Linked DNA regions of Mus musculus: region 1 is linked to region 2. A link is a contact called in public HiChIP or PLAC-seq data. All regions are on one chromosome and are shown on one strand. The core of a region is the stretch at or near the end of the contact, and the rest is flanking DNA. Distances in the headings are between cores, read along the strand shown. Region 1 overlaps Atg7 (autophagy related 7). Region 2 overlaps Atg7 (autophagy related 7).

Evidence for each region. HiChIP or PLAC-seq counts read pairs in DNA pulled down with a chosen protein or histone mark.
Region 1: a contact with region 2 is called in an H3K27ac HiChIP or PLAC-seq map of microglia, with 7 times the contacts expected there. The contact joins two enhancer-like sites. A contact is called at or near these places in 2 of 39 promoter capture datasets (the 3T3-L1 cell line and the C10 cell line), 16 of 484 Hi-C or Micro-C datasets (the AML12 cell line, B cells, the C10 cell line and 11 more), 6 of 115 datasets of contacts at active chromatin or transcription factors (embryonic hindbrain, memory CD8 T cells, microglia and 3 more) and 4 of 9 other capture datasets (adipose tissue, embryonic stem cells, embryonic tail and 1 more).

The regions. Positions count from the first base shown.
Region 1 is chr6:114,841,739-114,844,438 of GRCm38.p6, reverse strand. All of the region lies in intron 18 of Atg7 (autophagy related 7), which reads right to left. Among named protein-coding and RNA genes, the nearest start is that of Vgll4, 79 kb to the left of the region's middle. Within about 2 kb of position 1,403, at least 20 of the 459 cell types and tissues checked have an H3K27ac peak or open chromatin away from gene starts, as enhancers often do. A contact at or near this core is called in microglia, where this site is marked.
Region 2 is chr6:114,724,006-114,726,705 of GRCm38.p6, reverse strand. Atg7 (autophagy related 7) reads right to left here. Exons shown (of 19, transcript NM_028835.5): 17 at 1,732-1,812. Among named protein-coding and RNA genes, the nearest start is that of Gm52917, 9.2 kb to the left of the region's middle. Within about 2 kb of position 1,300, at least 63 of the 459 cell types and tissues checked have an H3K27ac peak or open chromatin away from gene starts, as enhancers often do. A contact at or near this core is called in microglia, where this site is marked.

The sequences.
Region 1 (2,700 bases), core at 154-2,653, 120 kb before region 2:
TTATAAACAAGCTTCTTCCATGCAGCCAAACCTCCAGCGGAGACCTCAGTCAGTGAGAAAACTCTCAGTTCAGTCAGGACAAAGCAAGACATCGACTGTGGCTGAGATCAGCATCAATCAGACAATGCGATAGACAAGAAAACACGCTGCACAGAGGGCTGCAGTCAGTTCAGTGGGTAGGAGCACTGACTGCTCGCCCAGTGGACCAGGGTTCAGTTCCCAGCACCCACATGATGGCTCACAACATTGTCTTCTGGCCTTGAGAACACTGCACGTGAGTGGTGCACAGATATATATTCATGCATGCAAAACACCCATACATATAAAATTAAATTAAATTAAAATTTAAAACTAAAGCTTTAAAATTGTTATCTATAAGCCAGGCAGTGGTAGCACACGCCTTTAGTCCCAGCATTTGGGAGGCAGAGGCAGGCAGATTTCTGAGTTCGAGGCCAGCCTGGTCTACAGAGTAAGTTCCAGGCCAGCCAGGGCTACACAGAGAAACCCTGTCTTGAAAAACCAAAAAAAAAAAAAAGTTATCTACAGAAGGAATGGTTAATTTGGGAAACCTTAGAAAATTTTCAATTGACTAAAACAAGAAAGGTTAATAAGACTGCCAAGTAGGTGGCATATAAAAATCAAAATTTCCTGTATACCAGTAATAACTTGGAAAAAATCAAAAGAGCCAAAGACATTATTAGCAATCCTATTGTTTATATGACAGCAACTGAACAAAGTCAAAGGACTCCTCTAGACAGAGCCTAGATGACGGGTATGAATTAAGCTTACAGGCTGTCATAGTTTTATCCATGAACTTGGCAGACAGAGGGTCAAGGTAATGACATTTTAATAAGCACAATAACATTTCAATAAACACATTGTGCAGTTCACTAAGCTAAATCAATGGTCACCAGAGAATTCTTCAAAAGAATTTGGACAGAACTAGCATCTTAATTTTATGCAGGATAGCTACAAGAATTTTTGATATTTTCTGATGTTTTTTCCTAGACCACTAATGATGTTAAAGAGGTAATAATACTGGCTGCTTAGATAGATGCTGTATCAGGGCTAGAGTGTTTGGCAGTTAGGGGCATGCACTCCTCTTGCAGAGAACTGGAGTTTGGCTTCCAATACCCACAATGGCTTATAAGTCCAGCTCCAAGGGACCTGGCGCCCTCTTTTGGACACCATGAACGCTGCACTCACATATGCATATTTCTACACATAGACACACATATAAAGAAAAATATGGCTTTTTAAAGTTGTTACACACAACAACAAACAAGTGTGTCTAACACAGGACAAAGGAGAAGGGAAAACCCCAATGAATGATGTGCCATGAATCTCTCCTGAGTGAAATTAGTCACTCAAGCTAAAGCAAAAGGGTGCTTTAGTTTTGGTTCCCCAGGAAATAACTAAGTTGTGATGTGACTCAGCCAGCAGAAGGTGGGACATAGGAGGCTTGTTCCTGCTGCACTGGATCAAACATCTGCTCACAGAGAAAGACTACGAGATGACAGGACCATGGTGGGCCTGCTAGACCTGGACTGCCTGGGATTTATTAAGTACATTGAAAACAGACAGTCCTCGCTAGGAGTCTTCTGCTTTTCTGAGAAATGTGTACTTCTGTATTTCTGTAAGACACCACACTCCAAGGGAAATGCCGTATTAGTTTCCCAGGGCCTCATTGCTGGTGGCCAGAAGGCAATGCCTCCCTTCACCTGCTGTGTTTGGATGCCTTTCTGCTAAGGCAAGGCTCAGCTGGCCAGGGCTAGGTGGAGCCCACCAAACAGCCAGGCAGCCAGCAGCAGCTGAGCACAGATCAGGACTAAGGCTTGGGGAGGAAAGGGTGTCCCTTGCGAGAGAGAGACAGCTACGAGAGGGAACTGAATGTCTGGAGATGCTTTTGAACAGAGTTTTGAAAATGGCCCTGTCTGTTTTGGCCTAGGGCTACATACTTAAAATGATAAAGCTGTACTTTCTGCTCAGCTTGAAACCACAGCCAGTGTGAGCATGCAGGGTGCATGCTTCTGGAGAAGAAAGGGCTGGGGCACCCAAGAGACTACTGCTGGTCAATGTGGAAACTAAAGACTGGTCGCCAGGCCCTCTGCAGTCCTTGTGCCTTGTGCTGGGTTCTGTTTCAGTTCTTTCTTTCCTCCACAGGCTTCCCATGTGAGCTGGGTTCCACGACTGCTATTTGGCTATGTGGGGGGATGGACTGGGGTATAATTATTCTAACAGCATGAGGGGCAATTTTGCTTCCAGAGCAACACTTTAAAACCTTTGTAGCCTGCTGCGTGCCAGCATCACTAGAATGCTTCCTTCCGAGTTCGAGCAGGAGCAGCGCTATAAATCAGATATGGGGAAGCCAGCCTCCAAGAGGCAAGTCCACACTCAGGGATCCCTGAGAAATGGCAGCCTGGACTTTCCGAGACTCAAGTGAGGAAGGTCACAAGGTCCCAGTTCTGGTCTAGGCTTAGGGATGGGATAGGTGGACAAAGCTGTGGCTACCATGCTATGGTGCATCGAGGTACTAAGAGGACTACTACTGAGGTATGAGGATCATTTTATCAGGACTGAACATCCTCCCCTCTCCTCCTTCAAGGACAGGGGAAGACAAACAGAGAGGGACTGATTTGAATGGATGGCCCTATCATTTACAAATCATGACTTCTGAGTGACCCCCTATAACCCAGGGGA
Region 2 (2,700 bases), core at 51-2,550:
CTCTGAATGGCCACTGACAGGAAATAACTCTGGTAACAAAGACACCATACCTGTGTTTAATCTCATGCTTCCAAGGAGGGAGGACAAAAATACAAAAAGCTATTCTTTCTTAAAGAAAAAAGAGGGGCAGCCTGAGGTACCCTTGGGCTTCTTTATAGACAGACAGCATCTTATGGGCTGATTTAATTAGAAACAGAGCAGGAAAGCAAATGCTCACATTTCTCTGAGAACCCAATTATCTTCATTTCATTGATGAGCTAGACCTACATAAAGCCACAGAGACACTTCTGGCATGGGCACCAAAGGATTTCAGTTTGAAAATAATCCAGCCAAGTTATTTGGAGAGCAATTAGTTCAGCCGTACAATGAAAAGACAGACAGACAGACAGACAGACAGACAGACAGACAGACATTTCCACTAAGGAGCACACAGCCCTGAGACCCTGTCCCTGCAAACAGATGTGCACATTACCACCCTCAGGGTCCTGCCAAAGAGGATACAGGATACCTTGAGAAACAGCAAGAAGAATGGGCTCAGAGGTCATCTACCCACAAATTATAAGGTTTCAATCTCAACCAGGCACTTGAGATGCCCAACAATAAAGCAGGCTTAGTTTACTCTCAGAGCAGAAAGGAAAACAAACCACTCTCCACTCGGGAGTGCCTAGATTTAACCAAATCCATTACTGTGGCTTATCTATCCCAGATTCCACTGTTAGGTAAACAGGTCAGGACAGAAGCCACTCTAAGTAGACTTTTCCTAGAATTCAATTCCCTCAGCTCTGCCCATTGCAGGAGGCATAGCAGGGAAACCTCAGACCTCTGAGAAACGCCATCTTGGGATGAGTGACCCCCATAAGCTACTCTGCATAGCACCCCAAGTAGGAGCTGGAGATGGGGAGGTTGAAGGCTTAAAGTGGTGGCTCTCAACCAGAGGGTTGTGACCTCTTTCGGAGAGGAACGACCCTTTCACAGGGGTTGTGTATCAGATATTTACATCATGATTCATAGCAGTAGAAAAATTATAGTTATGAAGTAGTGACAAAAATAATTTTATGGTTGCGGTCACCATAACATGAGGAACTGTCCTAAAGAGTCGCAGCATTAGGAAGGTTGAGAAGCACTGGCTTAAAGGGACATCCAAAGGGAATCAGCTGTCACGTACAGTACACATGCGAGAATAACTCAGAGCCTATTAAAAACTGAGATGCCATGTCGTTTTGAGATACATCAGCCGGTTCCCATTACAGTGGACAACAGCCCTGCTCTATTTTTAGAGCTGCTGGAAAGATCAAAGAGGAAGGGGCCTTGTTCCGGCCTCCCAATCCAGGCCCCTCATCTCTGCTTGCTGTTCCTTTGCATTAGGAACATCTCCAAAACACAGCTGGGCCTGCCTGAAACCCCCACCTTCTGGGGAAAGCATAAGAAGCTGCACTGCTGAGTAGATGCGAGGAAGGAACCCCTCAGGCGGGGACCGAGACACTCAGGAGAGCTTTATGACCAAACTGAAAGTACTGTACAGCAAGAGCTGACCCAGCAGCTAGCTCAGGCTCTCTGCACACTAGGACCTGAGATTTCCCAAGCTGGCTTCTGTGGATGAATGCAGATCAACAGCAGCAGGACCAAGCCTACCGGGCTCCCTTCCTCTACTCACGCACGCATGCACGCACCACCCCACTGGCCCGAGTGGGTTAGGATGAGGTTAAATTGCTCAGAGGTAAAATGACTTACTTTGGGTGAACAGGCTGTACATTTATCAAATGCCAGGCTGACAGGAAGAACATTATCGAACCGTGACAGAAAACCCCGGATCTAAAACCAAACAGAACAATTACTCATTAGGTCAGGGATAAACACAGCTATAATGATGCATGTCTGTGGGTGACAAGGAGGAAGAAATGGTTATTATGGGTCCTGACACAGGCGATTCTGTGAATGTAAGTTCCTCCCCATACGGTGATAGGTTTGAGAGAACTATTCTGACTCTTTATTCCCACGATGTACATGATCTTTAAATGTTTGAGACCTAAAAGCACATTTACTTTAAAACATAAAAAGCAAGGTGGAAGACCTCAAGCACTGTCTCGGGGTTGGGGTGGGTTTTAGTCGGTAGGATCCCTGGCTAGCATACACCAGGCTCTGCTCCATCACCAACACGGCATACGCCCGGGCATGGTGGTGAGGATCAGGAGTCCAAAGCCATCCTTGGCTACATAGCAAGCCTAAGGGCAGTCTGGGCTACAGGAGACCTTGTATGAAGAACAAAACAAACAGAAAGTACTGTTTTAAGAAATGCCTGAGAGCTAAGGTGTAGTCCAATGGCAGGTTGCTTGTCTGGCATGTAGGAGGCCGGGGTTCCACCCCAGCATTACAAAACAGAACAAAACTCAGACTTCTAGGTTGCTCTGACTCGCTTCTCTTATGGAAATACAGAGGCCGGGTAAGTGTGCATTTCCACAACTCTGTGGTGGCTTCTCAAGGGCAGACAACTTGGGAATAACAAAAGGCAAAGGTAGGCACACTGACTAGCTGCTGAATGCAGACCCCGCGGAAATAAAAACACGCAGTCACAGCATTGATGGGGAAACAGCACCACCTTGAGCAGAAACATCTGATTGCAACCAATAAATCCACTTTTAGAGCAGCTCGTGGGTTCCACCCACCACGGCTGAGTGGTGATGGAGCGCTGCTCCCCCTTGT